Regions from separate parts of the Mus musculus genome. Here region 2 is linked to region 1. A link is a contact called in public HiChIP or PLAC-seq data. All regions are on one chromosome and are shown on one strand. Each heading gives the region's core, a stretch centred on a gene start, on an enhancer-like site or on the middle of the called end of the contact. The rest is flanking DNA. Distances are from core to core; before and after follow the strand shown.

What was found. HiChIP or PLAC-seq counts read pairs in DNA pulled down with a chosen protein or histone mark.
Region 2: a contact with region 1 is called in an H3K4me3 HiChIP or PLAC-seq map of bone marrow-derived macrophages, with 4 times the contacts expected there. The contact joins the enhancer-like site here to the promoter of Parp8 in region 1. A contact is called at or near these places in 3 of 39 promoter capture datasets (the C10 cell line, neutrophils and pre-B cells), 1 of 15 datasets of contacts at CTCF or cohesin (CD8 T cells), 10 of 484 Hi-C or Micro-C datasets (the N1E-115 cell line, Th1 cells, adipose-derived mesenchymal stem cells and 7 more) and 4 of 115 datasets of contacts at active chromatin or transcription factors (acute myeloid leukemia, bone marrow-derived macrophages, embryonic fibroblasts and 1 more).

The regions. Positions count from the first base shown.
Region 1 is chr13:117,020,260-117,027,238 of GRCm38.p6, reverse strand. It overlaps Parp8 (poly (ADP-ribose) polymerase family, member 8), which reads left to right and starts at 1,708. Exons shown (of 27, transcript NM_001081009.2): 1 at 1,708-1,874; 2 at 1,962-2,063; 3 at 3,010-3,064. The coding sequence starts at 1,973.
Region 2 is chr13:117,141,439-117,147,872 of GRCm38.p6, reverse strand. It overlaps the pseudogene Gm18945. Among named protein-coding and RNA genes, the nearest start is that of Gm6416, 15 kb to the right of the region's middle. Within about 2 kb of position 3,847, at least 44 of the 459 cell types and tissues checked have an H3K27ac peak or open chromatin away from gene starts, as enhancers often do. A contact at or near this core is called in the N1E-115 cell line, adipose-derived mesenchymal stem cells, bone marrow-derived macrophages and 1 more, where this site is marked.

The DNA of each region.
Region 1 (6,979 bases), core at 459-2,958:
CTTCAAGCAAGGCAGCGAAGGGAAAGCGAAGGCCTTGGGTGCTCTGTGGATGAGATCCCCAGAGCTCTCAAGCTTCAAGGGATATGGATCTGAGCAGCTACAGGCCTCAGACCAGTCTCACAGTGACCTGTCTCTGTAGTTAGGTTAAGGATCACTGTGTCCAAGGCCAGGCTCAAAGGAGAGCTTTAACCCTGCAAAGCCCCACCTAACTGCTGTGGGATGTATGCTGTCTTCTGCCGTCACTAAAGGCTGTCGGAAACTGAGGATTACAAGAGGAAAAGCGTGAGAATACAGATGATGTTAAAAGGCTGGATATATACCATAAGCCTCCAGCCTGAGTGTTTCCAGCAGTCAGTCTCTGCCTTGAAAAGGGTTTGAAATTCTAATACTCTTCTGGGCGTGTCTGTTCAGCCCCTAGGCTCCAGGGTACTGACTCAGGCTTGCCAGCACAGGAAAAGCTTCCCCTACTCACTATTCCTATCGGGAAGATTAAAAGGTTCCGGACAACATGATTGATAACACCTCCTATATTCCAGACACTGCTTGGTCTTAGAATGCAAAACAATATACCTATGGTCTGCCTGGGGGACACTTCTCAGAAACGATGCTAAAGAAAAGAGCTTGGTGGAGCGGGTTCAGGTTCCTTGCGGCAGAAAAGGTGGACCAACCATCATAAGCTTAAAGCAGGGCAATAGAGAGCGGACAGTATGGTTTTCCTTGTTGCGCAAGGTATTAGGGCTGGAGAAACTTTCCCTTGCCTCAGCCCACAGAAGGCTGAGGTTTTGAATAAGACCCAAGCCAGGTATCCCTGACTTAGGGAGTCCCCTCAGGCCAATTTCTTATGAACAGAGCTGGAAAGGAAGAACAAGAGTCTTTGGAGTCTAGAAAGGGCTTCATTTTCAAAAGAGCTTCTCAAACCTGGGACAAACAAACAAACAAACAAACCACCCTGAGAAGCAAAAGCAAAGCAAAACAATAAAAGAACCCCCATCACCTCACCACCAAAAAAGAAGGCAATAAGGAAATGGGAGAGTCCTCCTAGAGTGATCTCCAGCCTTTCTCCCTTTGCCTGATGTGATTACAAGGAAAGACTTGTTCACTTTATTTTTAATTCGTAAAGATTTTTTTTTCTTTTCCCCCTCTTTCTTCCTCCCAGCCACTCCGGCTTGGGTTTCCATATGACTCATAATTCCTTCTGAAAGTGGAGTCGAATTCATAAAAGTGGTGGAAAGAGGAGGGGTGGTGGTGGTGGTGCGGGAGAGGCTGGGAGCTCCAGGGAGTCTTCACTACCTACACTGTCACTCAGCTCCCGGCTCGAGTGGCAGTCGGGGGTGGGGAAATCCAGCCTGCGCGGATGGCGGATACTATTAAAGCCCCAGCGGCGCGCAGCCGGGCCCGGTGACCCGCGGCGGGTGCGGGAGGGTCTGCGGCTGGCGGGCGGCGCTGCAGCAGCCTGGGCACGGCCGCCGCCCGCGGGCGCGAGTGTGCGCGGGTGTGGGAAGGCCGGCGTGCGGGCCGCGAGGGGTGTGCGCGCGTGAGTCGGAGCGGGGCTCGCCCCTCTCCGGCGCCTGCCGCTCCACAGCTGCCGATCGCTCTCCAGCGGTCCCCGGCCCCCTTCGGGCCCCTCGTTTTCCTACGGCCGTCAGTCCGGGCGGGGGTGGGGGGGGAGGGAGAAAGTGAGACTCCGTGTCATCACCATCCATTGTCAGAACAGGAGGAAATTGGAATCCAGCAGCGGCGAGCAGCAGCTGGGCGGTCACATCTGGGAATGCAAAGCCGACCTCCTCCTCCTCCTCCTCCTCCACCTCCTCCTCCTCTCTCACCCGGGATCACTTCCGAAACCACTTCGCCTTCAGCCCCTGCCTCGGCCAGAGGTTTCATTTTTAACTGAATATTTACGAAAGCTGGAAGCGTGCGAGGGGGGTGGGGTGGAGTGGAAATAGCGGCTGCTTCTTTTCCAGGGATTTATTTAATGGGGATGTGTTCAAGGCAAGAGAGAATTCAGAAGGATATCGACGTCGTGATCCAGAAGTCAAGAGCCGAGAAAGACTGCCTGTTTGCAGGTGAGTTCTTGCCTCTCGGATCCTGGGACCAGGAGTCAGCCTCCCCTCTGTCTACCCCCATTGCCCAGATTTCTGACCGCGACGCGTGTAGCTTGGGAGTGTGGGGCGGCAAGTCCCCATTCCGGGTGCATTTGGAAATAGCTGCAGCGGCGTGAGCTGAAACCCAAAGAGGAGGGGGGCACGAGCCACCCCCCTCCCCCCCAAAAAACCCCACCAGGCCAGGGCAGTCTCCGGCTCCTGGGGCAGGACCCGCGCGATCAGAGTGCAGGGGCCGGGCGCTGGGTTCCAGCCATTGGCGGTGCCCAGAGCATCCGAGCTTTGCCTCCCGGCTTCGGCAGCCGTGGCCGAGCGGGGCGGGCTAGAGCCCGGCGGCTTTGCGCCATCGGCCGAGCGGCGGCGGCCGGGAAGGGACCGGCTGCGCTGCGCTGCGCTGCGCTGCTCCCGCCAGGCGCCGAGGCCCCGGGAGAAGGCAGCGCTGGGCCGAGCTCCCGCCCCCTCCGCTGCACCCGCTCCTCGGCGAGCGCGCAGGACACCGCCCCGGGGAAGGGATGGATGGATTCCCGGGGTTCCCGAGCTACGCAGGCCCAACCTGGGGGTCGCTTTGCGTCCATCTTTGCTCCCCGTCCTCCCACCCCCCCATCCAAGGCCGAGGGCAGTTCGGGCTTCGCAGCCCGAAGCCTGCCAGGGGCTGCTTCCGGCTGCTTGGCTGGGAATTTCCCGCTGTTGCCATGGCACCCGGCACTTGTTGCGGGGGGCGGCCTCCCGCTGCACCCCACGGGGTGCTCCGCATCCCCTCCTGCACCACCCTGCTGGCGGCCCCTAGCTCTCCAGCCTTTGCTTCCCTCCCCATCGGGCCTCCTAGGCTCACACAAAAGTGTAGGTTCAAGACAGAATTGGGGTTAAAAACAACACATGGGGTGGCTTATAACACGACTTTCCGTTTCAGATTTCAGATACTCAGACTCCACCTTTACTTTCACCTACGTTGGCGGCCCCAAAAGGTATTTATGTGTATAGAGTTGCTTCATTTCCTGTTCACACGCTTGTGTTTCCTTTGTTCCTGGTGTCTTCCGTGTTTGGGTATTTTTTTGCTTGTTTGTTTAATCTTGGGACTGCTATCTAGCTGCATTCCTCGCCAGTTGTCTCCCGATTTTATATAGAAGAGGGAAAATAAATATGTTTGAAGTTTTTTTTTTCTTCTTAAGCTAACAGAGGATGAGCAGAACTCCACATAGTGTTCTGCTTCAGTAGTAGATTGCTCTTTAGGCGTTCTGGATTTGACACAGGCGACACCGTGCAAAATTGGTACATTGAGCATGGAGTGAAATATGTGAAAGACATAAAAAGATGTCACAAAATAGTTTGATCGCCACCAGTGCTTATTTTGCCAACGTGTCTCTTTTTTCCATTTTCCTGAAGGTTGACATAAACACGTGGTCTTCCCAGTTCCCCAGGCGTTTTTCTTTTTTCCTCCGCAAAGGAGTGGTTATTTTGGTTTTCACATTTAGTTGTAGAAAAGATTTTGGAGAGTTATATGAAGCTGGCGTGGATGGCTTTTCCTTTGGGGGAAGAGATGCATATTTTAGTAGTCAATTGTCAGGGCTTTGATGCAGCTCAAAGGCAATTTTGAACGGAGGAAGAAGAATTTGCATCAAAAGTTTCTACACCTTGCTTTCTTCATTTTTGTGGTTTGGGTTTTCTTTATCCAATTGCTTTTAGAGACAACTGGTTTAAAAGAGCTGGGGCTACTGACTTAGTCTGTGGAGACTCTTCACCCTAGTGCTGTTGTTAGGAGTCCACATTCAAAATAGCTTGACCACCTTCCAAAATATCTCTTAGCTAATGAAAATATTTATGAATATGGAAATGGCAAAGAAGCTCTGGTCTGTAAATATCTTTTTAAATGTGTACCCTTAAAATACTTAGAGTTTATGTTGCGTCATTTATCTCATAATAAAATTTTAGAATGGTTATCCTATACCCAAATAAAGTCCCAGGATTGGCCTCACGTTGATTGACTAGTTGAGAATGTATCAGTGAATTATTAAGCTTCATTGCCTTTTGGGGGAGAGAATAAATTACATTATTTCTTAATTTCTGAGAGTACCATCATTTTTGTAATTATGGATCAAATTAAATTAGAGGGTGTTTGATTAAATTAACACTGCTGCTACACTTAATATCCGAAGGACATTATCATATGACGGATGTCCTCTTGGATAACTATAAGGGCTAAAACATTCTTTGTGTCAATTGAAATAATTCCCAGGCAGTTAGGTGGAGTCAGTTGTCCCCTTCCTTTAGTGGATTGCGGGGATAGGGATATCCTAAGTGGGCTTTTCTTTGAGGTAGGTAGGTGTGTGTGTGTGTGTGTGTGTGTGTGTGTATCTTTCCTCTAGCCTAGCCTGGCCTAGAACTCACAGTAGTTCTCCTGCCTCAGCCTTCCAGGTGCTCTGATTTCTAGTAAGACAGTTGTGGTCTCAGTGTCTGTACCAGGAGGGGCACACAATGACTTTAGTTGCTTACATCTGTTAGATGCTGCAGTTAAGATTTTTTTTTTTAATTGGCAATTCCTGAGCTGGAGGTGGAGAAGTTATGAATGTCTCCAGGATCACGTCTAAGGTGTTGGGATGAATAATTAACTAATTAAGATAACATCAGTTTTCCCTGTAGGAACAAGTACCATGACTACTTTTAAAGTGAGAAATACTTCCTTTGCTATGTCATTCTATTATGAGGTGATGTTTTTCTGTTGTGCCTATTTAAGTATCTGGAGCTTGTGTGTATAATAGGGAAAGAAAATTGGTAGAGCTCTGTGATTGCCTTGTTTTCTCTGAGGCTGGTTCTACAGCACAACAAATATACAGTTGTTTAATACAGGACAATAAGAAATCTATTTTTTATTTGTATAGTGGGGCAGAGAGTTTCTCAGAAATACATTGCTTTCATTAGCCATATTAGAGACCCACAGTTATTATCCACTTCCCAACCCGACATAGAGACCAAGTGTTTATAATTAAAATAGCTTTGCTGGATTCTGATTTATTTATGTATTTTAAAAATTGATTTTGATCCAGTCCCACTGTAATCCTGGCTGGCCTGGGATTCACTGTAAAGGTCACTCTGGCTTTGGACTTGGTGTTTGTCCTGCGTTTGCCTCCTGAGTGTTGGAGTTGCAGACGTGACCAACTACACCAGCTCTGTCTCGATTTATTGTGCTTATCATCTTATAGTACTGGATTAGTGTTGTCATGGCAAATAAATTAGACTTCTCCATTGAAGGAAGTCTTCTACAGAGAGTAGTGGGTGAATTGATTTCAGCTGCTATTTCATTTAAACCATTAGAAATATTTTTCAATTCAAGTTGTAGATAAAATTTAACATACCATTTAATCGTACCTAACACTTTCTAAGAATGACTTACATGCCCCAAACATTATAAAAGGTGATCACTCACATTACTATTAAAAGAAAGAATTCAGAACCTTCATGTTTGCTTTTGTAAACTTTATGTGTCTGTTGATAACTGGAAATGCAAAGAGCTGGTTTGATGGTTCGGCCTGAGCATTGGCCTTATACATAGGGGCAAAGTACTGGTTAGTGTTGGGCATCCTGCCTTGGTGGACCGAACTGAGGGGTGAGGATGAAGAGATACTTGGATCAAAGCTGGAAAAGTTCGTGGGGTCCCTCTCCTCACTTTCGGGTGTGTGGAGGCTCAGAGACGGTTCAATGGGCATGGCAAGGTCCCATTTATGCAGTTAACTGAGGAGTGCCAAGGTGTGAGTCCCCGTTCTGCCACAGTGCTGAGGCATGTGCTGCCTCCTGTACGTAGGCTGTTTGACCTTCCTGAGGATGCAAACAGAGTCACATAAACAGACACAGCAGACCACAGAGCTGAGCAGACACTTGTAATGTTTAATGTCTGTTGGTTGGGGGAAAGGGTGTTAAATATTGTGAACATTGCTTTTCCAGGCATCTACCCCCACTTAACATTTGTTCAATACATAATACTGTTTAACTCTCTCATTCTAGCAGTGGTCCTTTAACAGCCCCTATCCCCACCCTGAATCCCAGTGCTGCTTGATTCCAGACGTTTGCTAAGAACAGATCTCCTCTGTCCACAATTTAGAGTTCATGCAAAAAAAATCATTTTTTTTTCTAGTACACTTTTTCATGCTTCTGATCTTTTGGCATTTTCTTTTTCCTATACGAAGTAACAGGACATTCCTTAAAACCTCAAAGGACAGGAGCTCCGATTTTGCATCTTGCCTGTGGTCAGACATAGAGTTAGTGCCAGAAGAAACAGAAGGGATAAAATGTGCAGGCACCAGATAACGGGGATAGGAAAGCTGACTAAGTCTTTGGGGCCAGAGGTTATTAAAGTTCAGGGCAGAATGGAGTGCAGTCAGGAGTGATTGCCTGACTGCAGATTGCTCTGGGAATTCCCTGAACTTTTAACCATGGAAAGATTGTGACAAATAAAACATATGTAAGAACTTCCGTAAGAACTTCCGGTTGTTAGAAGTTTCGAATGGGCTGGTGAAGTGGTGAAGCTGGTAAAGGCACCTGTCACCAAGCCTGATGACTTGACTTGACTTGACTTCAGTCCCTGCACCCACCTGTCCCCTGAAAGTGTCCTTCCAGCATCTCCTGGCTTGTACCTGAGCAGGTGTGCGTGCACAGGTGCAGAAAAAAATAAGTTAAAATATTTAGAGAACAAGACATGCAGAGGAAGAAGAAGAAGGAGGAGGAGGACACCAAGGAGTTCCTCTGACTTCTGTTAATGTATTAGTTTATGCTCTTAGAATATTTTTATATATATATAAAATGCACACATCCAAAGACTGGATTACATTCTTCTGAGAGGTCCCATTTCTTTTGTGTGTCGTCTGTGGGACTGAACACAGCATCTCCGT
Region 2 (6,434 bases), core at 2,598-5,097, 120 kb before region 1:
TGGAGAAGGTACCATGACATGCTGAGAGGAAGGTATATCCTTTTGTTTTAGGATAAAATGTTCTGTAGATATCTGATAAATCCATGTGTTTCATAACTTCTGTTAGTTTCACTGTGCCCCTGTTTAGTTTCTGTTTCCTCGGTTTGTCCATTGATGAGAGTGGTGTGCTGAAGTCTCCCACTATTATTGTGTGAGGTGTAATGTGTGCTTTGAGCTTTACTAAAGTTTCTTTAATGAGCGTGGCTGCCCTTGCATTTGGAGCATAGATATTCAGAATTGAGAGTTCTTCTTGGAGGTTTTTACCTTTGATGAATACTAAGTGTCCCTCCTTGTCTTTTTTGATAACTTTGGGTTGGAAGTCGATTTTATTCAATATTAGAATGGCTACTCCAGCTTTTTTCTTCAGACCATTTGCTTTACAATTGTTTTCCAGCCTTTCACTCTGAGGTAGTGTCTGTCTTTTTCCCTGAGATGGGTTTCCTGTAAGCAGCAGAATGTTGGGTCCTGTTTGTTTAGCCAGTCTGTTAGTCTATGTCTTTTTATTGGGGAGTTAAGTCCATTGATATTAAGAGATATTAAGGAAAAGTAATTGTTGCTTCCTATTATTTTTGCTGTTAGAGTGGCATTCTGTTCTTGTGATTGTCTTCTTTTAGGTTTGTTGAAGGATTACTTTCTTGCTTTTTCTAGGGCATGGTTTCTGTCCTTGTATTGGTTTTTTTCTGTTATTATCCTTTGAAGGGCTTGATTCGTGGAAAGGTATTGTGTGAATTTGGTTTTTATTGTGGAATACTTTGGTTTCTCTGTCTATGGCAATTGAAAGTTTGGCTGGCTATAGTAACCTGGGCTGGCATTTGTGTTCTCTTAGTGTCTGTATAACATCTGTCCAGGATCTTCTGGCTTTCATAGTCTCTGGTGAAAAGTCTGGTGTAATTCTGATAGGCCTGCCTTTATATGTTACTTGACCCTTTTCCCTTACTGCTTTTAATATTCTATCTTTATTTAGTGCATTTGTTGTTCTGATTATTATGTGTCGGGAGGAATTTCTTTTCTGGTCCAGTCTATTTGGAGTTCTGTAGGCTTCTTGTATGTCCATGGGCATCTCTTTCTTTAAGTTTGGGACGCTTTCTTCTATAATTTTGTTGAAGATATTTGCTGGCCCTTTAAGTTGAAAATCTTCATTCTCATCTATTCCTATTATCCGTAGGTTTGGCCTTCTCATTGTGTCCTGGATTTTCTGGATGTTTTGAGTTAGGATCTTTTTGCATTTTGCATTGTCTTTGATTGTTGTGCCAATGTTCTCTATGGAATCTTCTGCACCTGAGATTCTCTCTTCTATCTCTTGTATTCTGTTGCTGATGCTCGCATCTATAGTTCCAGATTTCTTTCCTAAGGTTTCTATCTCCAGCTTTGCCTCGCTTTGGGTTTTCTTTATTGTGTCCACTTCCCTTTTTAGGTCTAGTATGGTTTTGTTCATTTCAGTCACCTGGTTGGATGTGTTTTCCTGTTTTTCTTTAAGGACTTGTAATTCTTTAGCAGTGTTCTCCTGTATTTCTTTAAGTGAGTTATTAAAGTCCTTCTTGATGTCCTCTACTATCATCATGAGATATGCTTTTAAATTCGGGTCTAGCTTTTCGGGTGTGTTGGGATGCCCAGGACTGGGCGAGGTGGGAATGCTGCGTTCTGATGATGGCGAGTGGTCTTGGTTTCTATTAGTAAGATTCTTACGTTTGCCTTTCACCATCTGATAATCTGTGGAGTTAGTTGTTATAGTTTTCTCTGGTTAGACATTGTTCCTCTCATGATTCTGTTAGCCTCTATCAACAGACCTAGGAGAAAAGCTCTCTCCTGAGTTTCAGTGGTCAGAGCACACTCTGCAGGCAAGCTCTCTGCTTACAAGGAAGGTGCACAGATATCTGGTGTTCGGACCTCCCTCCTGGCAGAAGATGAAGGCCTGAAACAGGACCTGTCCCAGAATTTGTGTTGCTTCGGCCTGTCACAGAAGCTGTTAGCTTCTGTAGTCCACACTCTCACCTGCACAGACTAGTCTCAGAGGGATCTGGGAACCAAGATGGCTCCCCCAGGTGCTCCAGCAAAGCTCTCCTGGGCAGGGCGGACACCTCTCCTCTGGCAAGGAAAGTGCCTGGATGTCTGGAGCCCGAAAAGGGGTCTGTCTCAGAAGCTGTCCTCTAGGGACCTTGGGGGTGTCTGCTGACTTCGTGCCCAAGGTGTCCCAGTGCTAGCCACAACTGGAAGGGACTTGTGACCCTGGTCAGTCGGGGTTTCCTGCTTCTCTAATGCTGTCTCAGGTCCTGCGTGATTGGATTGAAACAGAAGTTGTGTTCCACTCACAGGTGGTCCTAAGATCACCACCTCATATTTCTTAGAAGCCTCATCATGTCCTCCCAAAACACTGGTTTCCTGTTGGGATGTGTCAAGTGTAGGTATGCCACATGTATGTTTCTTTTATCCATATGCTTATGTGATATGTCATATCTCAATAATCAGAAACAATGCCTGTACACAATAGTAACTCAGTAAAGAAAGAAGAACCAATTAAGAGAAAGACCAATGCCTTTCAACTTACCTATCACCTATTGTTTGTTAAAACAATTTGAGCATGTGGATAAAAAAAATCACTTATATTTTTAAATCTGAGGCTTTTTTCTTTTTCTTTTTTGCATGAAATTAGATCAAAAATTATTTGCCCCAAGATGTATATTTAAATGAAATGTGTATGTCCAAACAGTGCTTACAATTAACAGAGTGTTTACATGATGCAAAAGCTATCTGTGTTAATGATATTTAACTTTCATTTAGACTCAGAACTAAAGTGTTGTAAAATCTCTCACTCAGCTTTGATACATGTGTTCTCCTGGTATCCTATCATTAATGTAGCTGTCAGCCTGCATTTTCATTCTGAATTGTATCTGTTGGCATAACGTCGTAGGGTTAACTTCAGTTGCTTAGAATCACTAAGCAGAAAACCATCTGACTACCTTGGCAGATGACTTAACCTTAGTATTAATTACAAAAAAAAAAATGATGCTTCTATCTTCACCACTTGGATGTCAAGAAATTGCACATATCAGCAAACAGAATTCTTCTTTTAAAAGGTCTCTGCATTTTGGGTGATGTTTTCAAAAGTAAAATAGGTCTACATGAAACTTTAATTTATGTTTCATAAACCTCTGCCTGTAACTTGCACATTATTGGACTAAATGCATTGGTTCATGTACAATGTATACTGTCTGGTATCTTCATTTTTTTTTTTGACAAAAAAATGTGCTTATTTAAAAATAACTTAATTTTCAGGGCAGTGGTGGTGCCTTTAATCCCAGCAGTCAGGAGGCAGACACAGGTGAGTTCAAGGCCAGCCTGGGCTACTGAGGGAGTTCTAGGACATCCAGGACTCCACAGTGAAACCATGTCTGAAAAACAAAAACAAACAACACCCCTGCCCCCAAACTCTTATTTTTCTAAATATAGTAACAGTGACATGTTGAGGTAACAGTTTTTGCTATTCTGGGACTGAAATGAAGCAAGGAAACCTCCCTGATATCCTGTGCTTTCAAGGGTTAGAGGATCAAATAATTAACTAAACTCTTTTCTAAGTTGCTATTGATCATAATTACAGTGCTGTAAGAATTTACCTGCAGCAGTAAGCTGGGTTCCCTGGAATCACAGGTGCTACTTGCCTGTGCCCATCACGCCACAGCTTGGGCCCAGCTGCTTGCAGGATTCTGCTGGAAGCTGTCTACTTGAGTGGCTCACCGTGTCTGACAAGTCTGGAAGCAAACAGCTCAGTTGTGAATCGCTTCCCCTTAACTGAAAAGCTAAGCCTTGCGCATCTGATACAACACGTCATGTTATCAAGTCAGGAGATCTGCCAAGCATGAATCAAGCCACAGTAATCCTCATATGACGGGTTAGTTTCTCTCCTAGAAGGGATAAAAAGGACTCCAGAGCAGCTCATATCTGACAAATATGGAACACAAGCAGTAGTTTGCACTATTTGGCATTGTGATGATTCAGGCTGTCCCACAGGACACACAGGAACCGGTATGAATGTGGTTAAGGCTCCATATAGCAAAAGTCTCTGCCTTTTAAGCATGACCCAAGATTCTGAATTCTTGTTCATATTTTTGTTCCACTACCCATCCTCATAGAGATGTTCTAGATAAAGTGATCCAGTCTTATGCAGCCAGAGTCAAGAACATGGTTATATTTTTAAGACTTCTTGACATGCCCCTTTTTTCCTGGACAAAATAAAATTCGTCCTATTTTAAATTTTTAAGTAGTTCTGAGTTGTCCTGATTGGTACATTGCCCAAATCTTGACGTTGACACAGGTCCAACTACTTCTTCAGAAATAACTGGTAATGCCAAACTAATCTCCCGTTAATATTAACTCTGGTGTTTTATGAATGTGTCATCAAATTCTTCACAAAATTCTTGTCTGCCGTTATTATAAAGTCATGGTACAAGGAGTTCCTATAAAATGCCAGCAGGGTTTTATTCAGCAGATGTGACCAACAAAGAATGATCATTGTAAATTCCCTCTAGCAGGAAATACTTAGAGAACAAAGGCAAGTAACTACTGTTTGTTCTCTCAATTAGAAGATCTGTTCCAACAGCCACCTGTCCGTATAATAACTGATACCATAAGCTGTTCATTCTGTATCTACAGTCTCCTGTTGCAATGGTCATCAGCTGAGGGGCACTAGCATCAGTACCACCGATCTTAAACCCTTCTCTGGAAACTAGTGATGTTGCTGCTGCTCTCTGCCACTGTTACAGAACCAGGTCTACCTCCCATCCCCAAGCAAAAAATGTCAGTGCACAGTCTTGTTGCATTCCAATTCAGACTTTCTCTTCTCAGTGAGTGCTGAACAAGTATTGCGTAGAAGGAATAAGGGATAATAAGGGATAAAAGCAGGGCTTGATGGCCATATAAAATTTCAGAACTATTTAATTTTTACTAAATTCCACTCACTTTTGTAAACATTTTATTTTATTTTTTTCTCTTTATAATTTTTATTAGATATTTTCTTTATTTACATTTCAAATGCTATCCTGAAAGTTCCCTATACCCTCCCCCTGCCCTGCTCCCCTACTCACCCACTCCCACTTCTTGGCTCTGGCGTTCCCCTGTACTGGGGCATATAAAGTTTGCAATACCAGGGGCCTCTCTTCCCAATGATGGCCAACTAGGTCATCTTCTGCTACATATGCAGCTAGAGACATGAGCTCTGGGGGTACTGGTTAGTTCATATTGTTGTTCCACCTATAGGGTTGCAGACTCCTTCAGCTCCTTGGGTGCTTTCTCTAGCTTCTCCACTGGGGGCCCTGTGTTCCATCCTATAGATGATCGTGACCATCCACTTCTGTATTTGCCAGGCACTGGCATAGCCTCACACGAGACAGCTATATCAGGGTCCCTTCAGCAAAATCTTGCTGGCATATGCAATAGTGTCTGCGTTTGGTGACTGATTATGGGATGGACCCCTGGGTGGGGTAGTCTCTGGATGGTCCATCCTTTTGTCTTAGCTCCAAACTTTGTCTCTGTAACTCCTTTCATGGGTATTTTGTTCCCTATTCTAAGGAGGAATGAAGTATCCACACATTGGTCTTCCTTCTTGATTTTCTTGTGTTTTGCAAATTGTATCTTGGATATTCTAAGTTTCTGGGCTAATATCCACGTATTAGTGAGTGAATATCCAATAACTTCTTTTATGATTGGGTTACCACACTAAGGATGATATCCCCCAGATACATCCATTTGCCCAAGAATTTCATAAAGTCATTGTTTTTAATAGCTGAGTAGTACTCCATTGTGTAAATGTACCACATTTTCTGTATCCATTCCTCTGTTGAGGGACATCTGGGTTCTTTCCAGCTTCTGGCTATTATAAATAAGGCTGCTATGAACATAGTGGAGCATGTGTTCTTATTACCAGTTGGAACATCTTCTGGGTATACATGCACCAACACAATCTTTGTATGGACCATAAACAGGTGTTATCAATATGTCTTTTAATCAATTATTTTTGGAGGCAGGGTTCTCGACAGTTCTGGAACTCACTTTGTAGACGAGGCTGCCTCTTCCTCCCGAGAGCTGGGATTCAAGACATGTGCTACATTCTTCTCCAGATAAATGGAGTGGGGTGTTTAAAGATGAATTTGTTTCTTTGGGGTCACAGAAATTGTATGTGGTGAAGCTAAAATGTGGTACTGAAGGCAATGGGCTTATGGAGTAAGATTCCAGAGCTCATGTATAAAACCACCACACTAAGCACAAAATGTTGAAGGAGGAGAAGGAAAAGGAAAAGGAGGAGGTGGTGGTGGTGGTGGTGGTGGAGGAGGAGGAGGAGGAGGAGGAGGAGGAGGAGGAGGAGGAGGAGGAGGAGGAGGAACAGGAACAGGAACAGGAACAGG